Regions from separate parts of the Hordeum vulgare genome. Here region 2 is linked to region 1. Evidence: chromatin contacts called from public Hi-C data. All regions are on one chromosome and are shown on one strand. The core of a region is the stretch at or near the end of the contact, and the rest is flanking DNA. Distances in the headings are between cores, read along the strand shown.

Region 1 (7,321 bases), core at 1,605-4,104:
AGAGGATGATTATGTGTTTGTTACAACCTTTAGCATATACATTCCTTATCATATCAATAATAGATTTTATGAGAGTGTCAAACTATTCTATCTAGTCAATTTAAATGGATGGATATAATAGATATTTTTAAATACATCATATAAAAATATATTAATCAAAGATGCATCATAAATGTAATTTAGAAATCATTAACGTGCGGGATTATAGCATATTTTAAATCTATACATTCCTTGAATGTTTTCACATATAATATGTCTAAATTAGCGTTATGATTTAAAAGGTGCAATTTTTTAAGCATTTGAATCTGTCAAAAGCAAAAGAAAGATCAAAAATAATTCGAAGGCGAGTCAATTTAAAGTAACTGGGCTGAAACTGCAAATATAGCACATCAAATCAACGACGCCTCGGTGAGTCAATTTTATTTCACGCCAATGAAAATTTAGAGAAAGAAAGCTGAAAAAGAGGAGAAGCAACAAAAAGAAGCGACAATACGATTCAAACTCGGGTCTGTGGTGCAGCAAGGATAGGCCTAGACCACTGCGCTAGTTCGGTTAGTGCTACAATAGTACTTGGGCCAACTTTTAATAACCTACAGTAGATGGCAACTTAAGAAAGTAAAGTGAATCGTTTTTTTAACTTACCGGTGGCATGGTGGGTAATTTAGACCAACTTTGAGGGCAATTTTATGACGGACGACAGAAACACTATTTACTTTATTAATAGGTAAAGATAAGTTTACTAATTTTGTTCCGTATGTAGTCTCCTAGTGAAATCTCTAAAAAAACTTATATTTACGAACGGAGGGAGTACGAAACAGTGAACTCGTCTGGGTTGCGCAGCGACACATATCGTGGCCCATTTTGATCAGTTTTTTTCTAGTATATATATCGTGTGCCGAGAAAAAACAGGTGCACCAAATTTGGCTTTTTACACATGTCACGTCAAATACAAACTTTCATGAATAGATAGGATATGATGAAATTACTAATTAAGAAGTACTTCCTTCGTCCGGAATTACTTGTCGCATAAACGAATGAAAATGGATGTATCTAGAACTAAAATACATCTAGATACATTCATTCCTATGACAAGTACTTCCGGATGGAGGAAGTATTTTTTAAAGATCATTTTTTTATAAGGGCATATACAATGCATAGCATCAGGTTGATGTTTCGTATGCCATGTAGGATCGGATGCAGAAAAAGTAGGTTCAAATAAGGAAGCGGGATTCCTATACAAAAGGCGGGTGCTTCAAGAGAAAATGTGTGGTCCGGTGTAAAAAGCTGAAAAAATTAGAATAAAAAGTATTGATGCATGTGTATTAGAGTCTTTATTTTTTCTTCTTTGATGAGGCACCCTGATGGTAACTTGCATTGGAGAGAAAAAGTTAGTATAGATGCCTCAAGCTATTTTTTATCATTGAGAATCTGTATCCGTATGCCATCATTATACATGCCCTAAGAGCAACTCTAGCAGACCCCGCATTCCGCCCTGACTCGAAAAATAACCGCCAAAATGCGGGTCGGGACGAAAAAACCTGCCCGATCAGACCCCGCATCCCGCCCCGACCCGAAAAATAACCGCCAAAATGCGGGTTGGGACGAAAAAACCTGTCCGATCAGACCCCGCATCCCAACCCTACCCGGGAAATAACCGTCAAAATGCGGGTCGGGGCGAAAAAACCTGTCCGATCAGACCCCGTATCCCGCCCCAGCCCGTAAATATTTTGCGGGGCGCGGCAAAATCTCGGCCCCAACCCGCGTATTCGCGGGTTTCCCCCTCGTCGTTGTGGCGCCCTGCATATAAGCGGCATCGATTGGTGGGAGGGACATTTCAGCCCGCGTAGGGTCTGAAAAAGCATATTCCACGAATATGCTTTTTTACGGGTCCGTTATGCAGGGTCTGCAATCCGCGGCCGTGCGCGCCGGCCCGCAAAGACGTTTTTCCGCGAACTGCAAACACGCTTTGCGGGCCGGACGGATGCGGGGTCTGCTAGGCTTGCTCTAAGTGACGCACGACATGTCTATCGCTTGTCGCAGTCTAGGAGTTTTTCCTTTTTTCTAGATCCGTTATTTTCAAAATGTTTTATCTCTTAAACCGTGCGTCCAAATCTCGAACCGTTTTCACTGATTGGGTTTCTCACGTCAAGATCTTTAAAATGAGATACCATATTAATAGGTTTTGACGAACTTTTAAAAAAAAAACAGGACAAAAACGCCATGGCACTTTTTTTCCTTTTTCCGAGTGGCACAACCGTGCTTCTCATGGAAGCAAAACCTTACTTCTTGCGAAAAAATAATAATATAAAAAACACATTTTTTCCATTTCCGAGAGACACGACCGTATCTCTCGTGAAAGCAAATCCATGCCTCTTACGAAATAAAGAAAAACAAAAAACATTTTTTTTCCATTTTAGAGAGGCACGACTGTACCTCTCGTGAAAGCAAATACGTGACTCTCGCGAAAGCAAAATAATACCTCTCATAAAAAAGTGTGTTTTTGTCCATTTTCTAGAGTCACGACTATATATGCCTCTCGCAAAAGCAAAATCATGTCTCTCGAGGAAGGAAAAAAATACATTTTTTCGTTTTTAAGAGGCACGGCTCGTGAAAGAAAAATCATGTTTTTTAAGAAAAAAAATGTTTTTCGCGCAACTCTTTTTATTTTTTTCCATAAAAAACTAAGAAAGACCTATAGAAAACCTAAACACCAAAAAACCACCTAAAAATCCAAAAACACGTGAGGATAAATAAAAAAACCAAATTTAAAGAAAACGCTTAAAGAGTAACACGTGTCGGTGGCTAAGAATGACTGCTAGTCCACGGCCCAGGGCCGGGCCTAGGGTCGCTCCCACCGGTCCAACCAATCGCACCAGTCGTGCTGCGGCGGAGTCGGGCTACTGGGCGGCGCAGGCGAGAGCGAGCGAGCGAGGGATCGAGCGATGGCGGCGGCGGCGGCTCTGCGGGGGATCGGCGCGAAGCTGTCGGCGAACCCGGAGAAGGTGACGAGCGCGCTGCTGCTGGGCTCGTTCGTGGCGCTGGGGTTCCGGTCGTCGGAGCAGCAGGGCGAGATCGAGGAGCTGGAGGCCCGCAAGTCCTCCCTCCGCGCCGCCAACTCCGCCATGTCCTCCACCATGTGGGCCTGGAGGGAGGAGCTCTTCAAGCTCGCCGCCATGCCCTCCCCGCCCATCACCGCCGCCCGCCTCCGCCACATCTACGGCGAGGAGGACCTCGCCATCCCCGCGCCCAAGCCCTCGGGTATGCACCTCGCTGCTGCTTTCCCGCGATACTGCCGCGATGTTATACCGATTCTCTCTGCCGTAGCTGCAGATTTGCTATTTCAACTTCAGATTTGTCACAACATTTATGGGGCTGATCCTAATCTGAACCTGAAGTGAAGGCTTGAAGCCATGCTTTAGCTTGTATAGATCGTTAATCAGCCAATGCTTTGTTCATACTGATTCTGAAGCATGCTAGTTATGCGTTTATCCGTGTAGCGGTTAGTGTATTTACAAAGATTGTGGCATTGCACTCCACATTTGGAGGTGCTGTGTGGTAGGCATCAAAAAGGGTTTGACTATTGAAGGTGATGTGTTCATTTTAGGAGTTCAGGGCAGGCATCCGCCCTGAAAATATGTTCTCTTCCCCAATGATGGACTGTCACTGTTTCACTGTAACTGTCACATTTGGCTGGAATTTCATGTTGGTTTGACATCGTAGTCCATCGAGGTTTCATTCTCCATCATGAAACAGTAGTAGCTCGAAATGCTAGGAGAGATGCTTCGCTGTATGCAATGCATAGGTTATGTACTATGCAAAATGAACCTTTTGAACTTATAATTTTAGGCCGATTCGGGTTTCGTCATGTATCTCATTACATCATGTCCAAGTTCGCATGCCTTTGTTTAATCTGATAGGCAAAAGAAAAGGGTAGGATAAAGGCATTTGCATATTGATTCTCGGCATCAGCTGTGGATATTGCTGGACTCACTGTGTTGAAATTGAGCTGACCCCAAAGCATGCCATAATTTGCATATAGGGCCATGTGTGCTCTTCACTTCGAGGTACCGTAGTTACGAGCATTTGCCTTCTTGAAATGTCCGATTAAGACAACCTCAAGGCATCACAGCACATCGATGCGCATCGCTCGCAGCAAAAGAACCGGGAGAACAAGCAGTTCGCTGTGTAGTTTCCGTTGAGCAGTTCTATATATTGTAAAATTACCGATGCACCATGGCGTTGACATAACATTTGCCTTTTCAATCTGCAGGCCCGGATGCTGAGGAGGAACCTGTTCCCCTAAAAATATCATGAACTCTTCCCCAATGCTTGTTGTCAAATCGCAGAATCGGTCCAGAGTAGTTTTGCACCGAGTTGCAAACACAATTTCCGTCGACGTAACATAAAGAACCATGCCTCCTTGTGTCGCTGTTTTCTGCAGCTAATGAAATTTTGTGTAGAAGCTCAGTTGTTGTTGTCCTTGCACTTATATTTCCTACCTGGATGTCTTCACACACAAACAATTATGAGATGTATAGCTCTCATTTGAGCTCGGACAGGGCTTTGGTTGTGTTGATTGCTCTCGTCTCTTCTTCTGTTCTGTCGAGTTTCTTCCGGGCTCTCAGCACTGGAAACAAAAAACAAAAAACCAGCCAGAGCTCCTGAAGAAACGGAAAGCATTTGGTTGCTCTAACTCAGTTGGATGCTGATGATGTTTAGCTTTTCTCTTGTTCAAAGCAAGAAACAAACCATCAAAAAAGCCACCCAGGACAGTTGACATATTTTGACCATTGACCCCGCCTTATCCTTCTTAGCATGTGGATCTTTAATTTCAGTGTTTGTTCTGTGTGGTTGAGAACTAGACGTTGCTTTACTAGAGATGGTGATATTTGTTGTTACGGTGTTACTCCTACCATATATAAGATGATTTCGCTCCGGTCTGTAATTTTTTTCGCTCCAGGAACTGCATATCTTGATGGATAATTTGAATTTTACAGTATTGCAGATATGCAAAAAAAAAAGACATTTGGAGAAGTGGGGTATCGATCCCCATACCTCTCGCATGCTAAGCGAGCGCTCTACCATCTGAGCTACATCCCCTGACAAGCTCTTGTTAGTCTTCTCTGTAGACATTCTCACTAAGGAGGAACTCGAGTGCTTATTTTAGACGAGCTTGACGGGCGGGTTCATAACTTTCCATGCCCACCTGAGGAGGGCATTTACCGAGTGCTCCCAGGCCTTGACTAGGTCGGTGGAGGCTAAGGGGCTGTTTGGATTGTAGCCGCGGCCCGTCCAACCAAATTTTTGGTCGTTGATTGCTATTAGGGGCTCCGTTTGGACGAGTGCCAGAGAATCAAAACCACACCATTTTTATGCTCGTCCCATTCAGTTTCAAAGTCCGCATGGTTGACGAGGTCCCGACGGGGTTGGTTGGAGAGTGATCGAAAGATCCCATAAGCCCCCTCTAAATGCCCATATAACTAAGTAGTCCTGGATCTCTAAAACGGTTCGTCGCTCATTTCCTGGATGTTCATCATTTCGTTGTCGACACCAGGTCGGTTGTGGACCCCTTCAAAGTCACGATGAACTTGCGATGTAGTTCATCCCAAAACTAGATGTATGACCCGGGGAGATGAATCAACGACATCGGGCGGTTTTCTTTGTTAGGTACTTAGAATAATGGGTTTGACCCTGTCTATTTTCCTGAAATTCCTAAAGAAAATCTCAAAAGCCCATGTATAAATAGCAAGTGGAGGTTCTAAAGTTTAGTCACGTCCTGAAAGTGAAGAAGGTGTGACCTCTTTATATAGTGGGTTCCATCCACTACACTTACCGGCCATGACCAAAGACAATATATCCCACCCCGAACACTGGCGTGCACCAGCGAGTGAGAGAGCAGGACCCCGAAATCTCTCGCTTTTGTGATCTACACTGATCAAGGGCGAATTAGGCTTTTGGGAAGCACTTTGCATGACTGCTCAAGTTCGTCACCATAAGTTGTCTTCCACCCAAGTTGGTTATTTTGTTGCATGTTACAAGTGTGATGCTGCTGTACATGCTTTCCTGTTTATCTAGTATGTTAGTATGTTGCATGCTAGTATTAGATTTAATCATGGATTTATACTCTAAAATTGATCATGAATTTGCTTAATTTTTCAACACCCTTGAAGGTGGCTAATAGGTATTTGTTCATGATCCGATCATTTATGCCAGCCGCTTCGATGGTCGTGACATATGTGTAGGAATTCCTTGGATTTTGTGGCCCCATTGAAATGCTTAATGCAGCGGATTTAAATGCCCCTCCAGGGTAAGCTCAAAGTTCTTCCATAGGTGCCATACATGCCTAAATTCTTTGCCCTAGGGAGCGACTTCGTCGACCGGAGTTGAAGCTGCACGAGCTTCCTCCGGATCCAAGTGAGGATGCCCTTTGCCTTCTTTGATTGTTCAACTTGTCCCTTAGGTCATAAGAAATCTGGTCCACCGAATGCGTGTCCAGCTTGAGGAGTGACCTGCTCCTCCCGCCCATACGGATTTATCAGGGTGGATCTTGGACTCACAAAATTTCCTTGATTACCATTAGGGTGCGATGATTACTGGTACACACTCCCTTCAACTTTTCTTTCAACTACTGAATGAAGGGCCAAGCTTCTTGACCAATCTCTAAGGAGGTGGGGATCTGCTCTTTTAGTGCCTTGTCATGCTTCCCAATGCTCTTTCTCTACTTGGGCCTCCTCCAATGTTTCCAATTTCTCCGATGGGGACGATGACTTATTTCTAGATGTCACCGCCTAGCGGATGCAGATTGCCTCAATTGTCTACTGTTTCTTCCTTTCTTCTCGGTTATGAGCTTCTTTGCTACGAAGACCATCTTGGAGAAATGGTCATCTAAAACATGGACGCTCTCTTTAGGGCATTCAAAGTTAGGCATATTTGCCAAATCCAAGTTGGTGAGTTATCCAATAAGCCGCTACACATCAGGAGTGGGGTTGAAATGAGAGTATAACCCCATAAAGATGACGGACATGCAATGTTGAGTAAGTTGTAGTCATCTTCATGGACTTGTTTTGTCTGGGCCACATGGTGGGTATCAAATGTCGACGATTACTCCACCACCGAAAGCAGAAAGAGGGGTGAAGCACGGAGGGGGACTTGGTCGACGATGAAAGTGACACATATGTTTTACACATGTTCAACCCTTGATGGGTAGAAGACCTACATTGTGTGTGTCTAACTTTTCTAATCCCTGTAGGATTAAAGTGATGTAGAACCCTTGAGACAGATTAGATGTCTGTTTTCTCTAGATTAGATCCTATAACAAAGA
Region 2 (7,321 bases), core at 2,495-4,994, 99 kb after region 1:
AACCCCCTCCGCCACGCGCGCCAGCCTCTGCATTCCTCCCCCTTTTTCCTTGCTCGACCAGTCCCTTCTCCCCCATCTACTTCTCAGAGAGAGAAAGAGGACCGGCAGAGCAACAAATTGCGGCGCCGTGGTCTCCCCTTTCGCCGGTTGCGCGTTCCCTTGCGGTGAGCGCGCCGCCGTCGAGTGGGTTGGCCATGGTGCCTCTTTTCCTTTTCCTTTCCTTGCAGGGGTGTCCCGCAGCGGCATGATACAGTGGCTCCATCTTCGTTCCTTTGCCGGCGTGCGCGAGCACCTTCAAGGTGAACGCGCCACCGTCAAGGGTGCGGTGGTGGTGCCCTTGGCCCCTGTTGGGGTGTTAGCTTTTCCTTTGCTTTGCTTTCCCCGCTTTTTTTTGTTTGCTTTTTCGGATTCAATCCAACCTTTTCTTTGCCCCCGAAGGGGTAGATTCTTTGCCCCTATAAGGGGTGGTGTTCTTCTTCCCCACACCTCGGCTTGCCGATGCGTGTGGGGATCGAGCGGAACGGGCGCGGCCTTGCGGCGGCGCTACTTTGCCGATGAGGCTGTAGCCATCCTCGGTGCCTTGCCCTTTCTTGGGTTCATATCGGGGAGGGGAATGCTTTCTTATACATATTTAAACCGACAACACATGAAAAAACCTCGTGGCTCTGATACCATTGATAGATCTCGTGGATCTTAGGCTAGATGTGTTCGGATGATGTGATAGATTAATTACCTTGTGATGAACTCGATGAGCTCCCTCCAGAGACCGTCGTGAGGTGATGACGACGGTGGGGAAGGAGAGAGAGATGCGGTAGCGGCGGCGGTGGACTTCCCATCGCTTCAGTGCATCCCTCTAGATCGGATTAGGGTTAGAGAGTGGGGAACCAGTGGCGGCGGCGAACCTCGTAACCCGTGCCATGGTCCCCACCTCCTTTACATATAGCACCGCGCGACAGGGGCCCACCAGCCTTGCTTGGGCTGGACGCCCCCGATCAGGGCGTGAATCAAGGTCCAATGGGCCGTTGGGCCCATTGGGAAAGAGATCAACCTAACAAATCCTGCCTACATCAAGTGCTAGTAGGTGTTAATCCTGAAGGTAGCAAGTATTAAGGCTCAAGCGAACTGATTCTAACAACCTTAGGTTGGATTGGTATGTTTTTTATTTTCAGAGGGAATAATAATTGTGCATGCAGTTTTGTAGTGTTGTATAATTGATGTTCACGGATGCTTCATGTGGTTTTTGCTGTTAGATGCACTGCTCATCTTTTTAGGATTTACACTATGCGAGATTGCTGCATTGGGTTCCCCTCATTGGATTTACACTGTAATCCTTAGTGGATTTACATTGTATTTAGTAGATTCTACACTATAAATTCTTAGTAGTTTTACTGTAAATTTTTTTGGATATTGAAGGGTAATTCTTAGTGGATTTTTAGTTGTAATTCTTAGGAGATTTTTCACTGTAATTCTCAGTGGGGTTCCACTGCAACTTTCCTCTTTTTAGTTGAAATTCCAGTATGATTTACAGTGCAAATCTAGTTCCACTGATATCCTAAGTGTGTTTTATACTGTAGCTGATGAAATGTAGTTCTCAGTTGGTTTCCACTATAATTTTGTGATATTGTAATGCATTTCAGCAGTTATAGCATGACCATCCATTATACTACTTGATCCACTAGCACTGCCATGCTTCTACTAATAATCACAACCACCACCTTGAGAACTAAAGTGTTTATTACACTGTAATTTCAGTGTAGTTTTTATCATAATGTCATCAGTGTGCAACTTACAGTGGTTTCCTCCCAATTTTCTAGTGTTTTTAGTGTAACTTTATAGTGATTTTTTGGGAGCGTAATTCTTAGTGCATTTCTGCAATGTGTCTTAGTGGTTTTTTACGGTGTAATTCTTCGTGTATTCACACTGTAATTCTGAATGTTGAGATGCTTCTCTTATGGTTCCGACGAAGTAGTTATCTGAATTGGTGCAGGAGTGCATGCTGAATAACAAAACCCAAACACAAGGAATCCAACCATTGTCTGTAATGCTTTTGAGGGTGCTTGGAACACTTATCTGTTGTGGAGATTGAGCTTTGTAAGTCAAAGTTCTCTCTTTCTATCTTTTGTTTGTATTCATGCTTTTTCTATTATATTTTTACAGTGTAATTCTTAGTGGATCCACATCGTAATTTTGATAGTGATTTTACTGTGTAATTCTAGTTGGGTTTACAGTGTAATTCTTAGTGGATTCACACTGTAATTTTTATAGTGGTTTTACTATGTAATTCTAGTTGGGTTTACACCGTAACTCTTCGTGGATTTACTGTGTAATTTTATTTGGATTTCCACTGTAATTCTCAGTGTATTAACATAGTATTTTTCTTACTGGTTTTACTGTGTAATTCTGGTTGGGTTTACACTGTAGGTCTTGGTGAAGTCACATAGTAGTTTTGTTAGTGGTTTTACTGTGTAATTTTATTTGGATTTACACTGTAATTCTCAGTGTATTAACATAGTATTTTTCTTACTGGTTTTACTGTGTAATTCTGGTTGGGTTTACACTGTAGGTCTTGGTGAAGTCACATAGTAGTTTTGTTAGTGGTTTTACTGTGTAATTTTATTTGGATTTACACTGTAATTCTCAGTGTATTAACATAGTATTTTTCTTACTGGTTTTACTGTGTAATTCTAGTTGTGTTTACACTGTAAGTCTTGGTGGATTCACACTGTAATTCTTTAGTTGTTTTCCCATGTAAAACCTAGACCGTTGTACTAATTGATAGCTCTTTAGTTATTTTTGTTTCTTCAGTAAATTGGTTTTGGTATGTTTTGCCAAATTTTTTAGTTCCAACACAGATTAATAATTTCAGCAGTTTTTGGCATGCGTATGTGACTCCTATGATGCATAGAAAAGGATTGATTTCGAAGAGCTTGATGTGCTATACCCGGCAGTTCCTAAGCAAGATAATGGGTATTATTTTTTTTTGCTTTTATTATTTTATTTATTTTTATATAGGCCAGATGAAAGCTTCTTTTCTTATTTGTGTTTTCTGTAACTTTTCAGCTATGATTGTGGTGTCTCCACATTAAAGTATATGGAGACATTCACACCAAGAACCCAGATTGCAAACTTTTTATCTAGTGCAGACATTTTAAATCTTATGATCAAATATGCATATGAGATGTTTTACAGCCCCTTGAACAGCTGCGACAAATCTCTTCTCACTAATTTCTTTCTTCATGTATGTTCTTATTTTCCTTCTCATATGCTATATTTCATCTCCTCATTTTTAGTTTTATTTTTTCTTTTACTAATCTGGGTTTCTTTGAATTTTTTTGTAGAGAGGCAATGCCAGCTAATGTTTAGCATGTGCGTAGTCCTAGCTGAACTGTTTTTTTACACTTAATATCTGTGCTCAAAGCAGCTGGCTTTAGGTGTTTTTTTTTTCTGTCTGGACATGCAGTACCTGTTGTCATTTTGATTTCCTACTTTAGGTGTTTTTCTATCCGGGTTGAAAAAGTTGTGGACCCGTTTAAAAACATGACACAGGAAACAGGAAAGGGGACAAGTGTCATGCTTTTATTGAATGCAAATTTTGGATGAATGAAAGCTAATTGCATTTCATCCGGATGTAAAACAGACACTCCCAATTAAAAACAAGTGCCTTCACCCTCACTGCCAATCATGGTTGCCAATCAAGACTTGAGCAGTCCTTATCCACGGCTGCCTGCCAACGCAGCATGCCATCAGAGATCAGACCAGACGAGCACGAGACCCCCCGTGGGGAAAAACGCTCTGGAGATCGCTCGAGCTTCCGTGCGGGAGTGTTCCTCCGTCAGGCGTCAGCGTACAGTACACAGAGAGAGAGAGAGAGAGGCATCACGCGCTCTGACGCAGACTGCTCGCTCCACTCCCCACCGGCCCATCCATCCATCCATCCATCCATCGCCGCCGTCCGCCGGAGATGCTCGGTCGGCTGGCCGCGCGGCGGCCCCGCCCAGGCAGCGCCCGCGCCGCAGCAGCCTACCGCTCCTCGGCCTCGGTCCTGCCCGACGCGCTCGACCGGAGCTCCGACGCCTACGCGCGCAACGCCGCCGCCGTCGGCGGCCTCCTCTCCGACCTGCGGTCCCGCGTCTCCCAGGTTCGTGCGCGCCGCCGGTCTCTCTCTCCCTTCCTTGACCCGACCCCTTCCTCTCCTTGACGAAACGGGAGGCGCTGCAGGTGCTGGGCGGCGGAGGCGCGGGGGCGGTGAAGCGGAACGAAGGGCGGGGCAAGCTGCTCCCCAGGGACCGCATCGACCGCCTGCTCGACCCCGGGGCCTCCTTCCTCGAGCTCTCTCAGGTCACCCATCGTTCTCGGTCACAGTGTCCCCTTCTCTGAAGTAAATTGTACTGTACTAGGGAGTAGTAGTATGTTTATCTGCTTATCCTAGTTATTATCGCTGGTTTCGCAACTGGACTAGGAGCTCATCAAACTTAGCAGCAGTCAATCACTATGTGTCAATCAACCAGTGCCGTATTATACGGCTCATAAATCTTTTTCTGCCAAGATAATAAAGTAGGGAACACATCCACACTTGAAGTTGAAATCGGAATAGTGCATTATTGCCCATGCCTCCTGATTTCCACCTCCTTAGGTTTGTGCTGAAACAACCGCGGAAGCTTTACTAGCTGCCATTTTGATTTCCGAATAAATGGGACTGGATTTTTCACCATGCACCTCGAAAGTGTTAAGTTTCTTAGTTGCCATTTTTATGTGAGGACAATGGGACCGAATTTTTCATCATGCGGCTTTAAAAAGTACATACCCGTTTCGCTAATTTTTAGATTTTTTTTTCTCAAACACGCAGCTCTAGTTTTTTGTATGCTTCCTGATTTTCTAAATACCTTCCTAATTTAGTTGAGTAGCATGGATTTGACGTATGCACTAGTATACCAGAAAAGACACTGGATGCAAGTCTCAGACTCTCAATAAGATATGTGATTCCGTGACACAATTCATGGGAACACCATTGTTTTCCAACCCATATCGGTATCCTGCAGCCAACTTTCCCTTACTATTCAGAAATGCCAATATCTGGTAGGATGGCTCAGTAGAAGCAAATGTTTTCATATTTGTCCATCTTGTTGTGGACTATGAGCTGCTGATGGTACTTTTCACAATAAAGCTTGCAGGATCTGATGTTTATGAGGAAGCATTACCATCAGCTGGAATAATTACTGGCATAGGACCTGTTCATGGACGACTATGTATGTTTGTGGCCAATGACCCAACTACAAAGGGGGGTACATACTATCCTATCACTGTCAAAAAGCATCTGCGGGCGCAGGAAATAGCTTCTGAATGTAAATTGCCGTGCATATATCTTGTTGACAGTGGAGGTGCTAATCTCCCAAAGCAGGCAGAAGTTTTTCCTGACCGTGATAATTTTGGTCGAATATTCTACAATCAGGCTAAGATGTCTGCAGATGGTATTCCTCAGATTGCAGTAGTTTTAGGTTCTTGTACTGCTGGCGGGGCTTATATTCCTGCAATGGCTGATGAAAGTATAATAGTCAAGGGAAATGGAACAATATTTCTAGCTGGTCCACCCCTTGTAAAGGTTAGTATTTTCTGCCCACAATCTTGACAAATATCTAAATTACATGTCCAAGTCTAAATGGCCAATTCTGCAGGCTGCTACAGGGGAGGAGATATCTGCTGAGGACCTTGGTGGAGCATCAGTGCATTGTAAAATATCAGGAGTCTCTGATCATTTTGCACAAGGTATATTTTAATATAAATTCCTTTATAATATGACCCGATTACTGCTCTTTTAGATATAACGAATGGAGGATCGTCTGCTTAATTTCTTAAAACATGCATTTCCGGCAAGCTTCTAGCGTAAAAGTTCTGCTTCTTTCTGTCATTATTTCGTTTTCCATGTTCTACATCCACGGTGGTACATGTCCAGCTTGGTGGTTCCGAAAAAGGAAGTATTAACAGGTACCTTATTAGATGTCGTCTCTGAGCATTTTATGGAGATTGGAGAGTACTGTTTGTTTCTGCCCTGATATATTTGATCATGCAAATGGTTTCCAGACCCTTGTTTGTTTCTGCCCTGATATATTTGATCATGCAAATAGTTTCCAAACCCTGATACTTTTCATTTTATTGTCACTCATTGGATGTTTCTATCTTAAACCATAGATGACCCTCTTATGTATCAATATTTTTTTCTATACATATTAGTTGGATGTTGTTGTGACATCTTAGACATCTTTTGCACTGTAAATTGCAATAGATGAACGGCATGGTCTTGCGCTGGGAAGGAACATTGTGAAGAACCTCCATTTGGCTGCTAAAGAAACAAATATACACAATTCTGCTTGTGATTACCAAGAACCATTGTATGATGTACAGGAACTTCGCTCAATTGCACCAGCTGATACGAAGCAATCTTTTGATATTCGCTCAATAATAGCTCGTATAGTCGACGGAAGTGAATTTGATGAATTCAAACAATTGTATGGAACAGTAAGGATTTCTCTTATGCTTGATTATCCTTTGGATTCTGTATTGTGCGTTGCGCAACTCAAATCTGTTTCATTTTGCATTTATGCAGACACTAGTGACTGGTTTTGCAAGGATATGCGGGCAGCCAGTTGGAATTATTGGAAACAATGGCATTTTATTTACCGAGTCAGCACTAAAGGGTACCCACTTCATTGAGTTGTGTGCTCAACGCAATATTCCTTTGATATTCCTTCAAAATATTTCTGGATTCATGGTATGGCATTTTCTTTACTTTTCAGTTCATTCTTTCATTTCAATTCATGTTCAAAATATTGTCCTTTCCCGCCTCCTGTTCATCTACAAAACTTTGTATTTCCATTCTTTCAATGGAAAGTGGTTTAGCCCAGTTAATAATAATAATAATAATAATAATTCATGTTCATAAATAAAGTGACCTAATTGAGATCGCGAACGTCCCTCACCTCACAAGTTGGCTTTTGGCGGTGAAAAGACCCTTTATGACCCAACAGTGGCGGCTACACACAGTTTGTGATGTCAACTAAGAATTCTAACAGTTGACATCACAAGGTCATAAGTCATACAATCATCAAGAGTTTGATTGGTTGACATCACAAGGTCATAAGTCTAGCATTGCCACTGCACAGAGACCGCCCATCTACAGTAAAGGGGCAGATTGGGGGCACAAATTAGTGAAGGGGCAGATTGTTGAAATAGTCCGACATTGGTTGTACAAGGGAAAGACCCCTAAGAACTCTAATCTCACAAGCTAGCTTCTGGGGATGAGAAAATCTTTTACAGTACAACAATA

Evidence for each region. A called contact is a pair of places that touch in the nucleus more often than the background predicts.
Region 2: a contact with region 1 is called in a Hi-C map of leaf, with 5 times the contacts expected there. The contact joins the promoter of LOC123408126 here to the promoter of LOC123407536 in region 1. A contact is called at or near these places in 2 of 6 Hi-C or Micro-C datasets (both in leaf) and 1 of 1 datasets of contacts at active chromatin or transcription factors (embryo).

Annotation. Positions count from the first base shown.
Region 1 is chr7H:31,505,265-31,512,585 of MorexV3_pseudomolecules_assembly, forward strand. LOC123407536 reads left to right here and starts at 2,855. Exons shown (of 2, transcript XM_045100702.1): 1 at 2,855-3,258; 2 at 4,271-4,576. The coding sequence starts at 2,943. The coding sequence ends at 4,314. It overlaps TRNAA-AGC (a tRNA gene), which reads right to left and starts at 5,100; the gene lies at 5,028-5,100.
Region 2 is chr7H:31,603,303-31,610,623 of MorexV3_pseudomolecules_assembly, forward strand. It overlaps LOC123408126 (methylcrotonoyl-CoA carboxylase beta chain, mitochondrial), which reads left to right and starts at 3,745. Exons shown (of 10, transcript XM_045101314.1): 1 at 3,745-4,138; 2 at 4,219-4,338; 3 at 5,165-5,599; 4 at 5,673-5,763; 5 at 6,281-6,513; 6 at 6,602-6,766. The coding sequence starts at 3,962.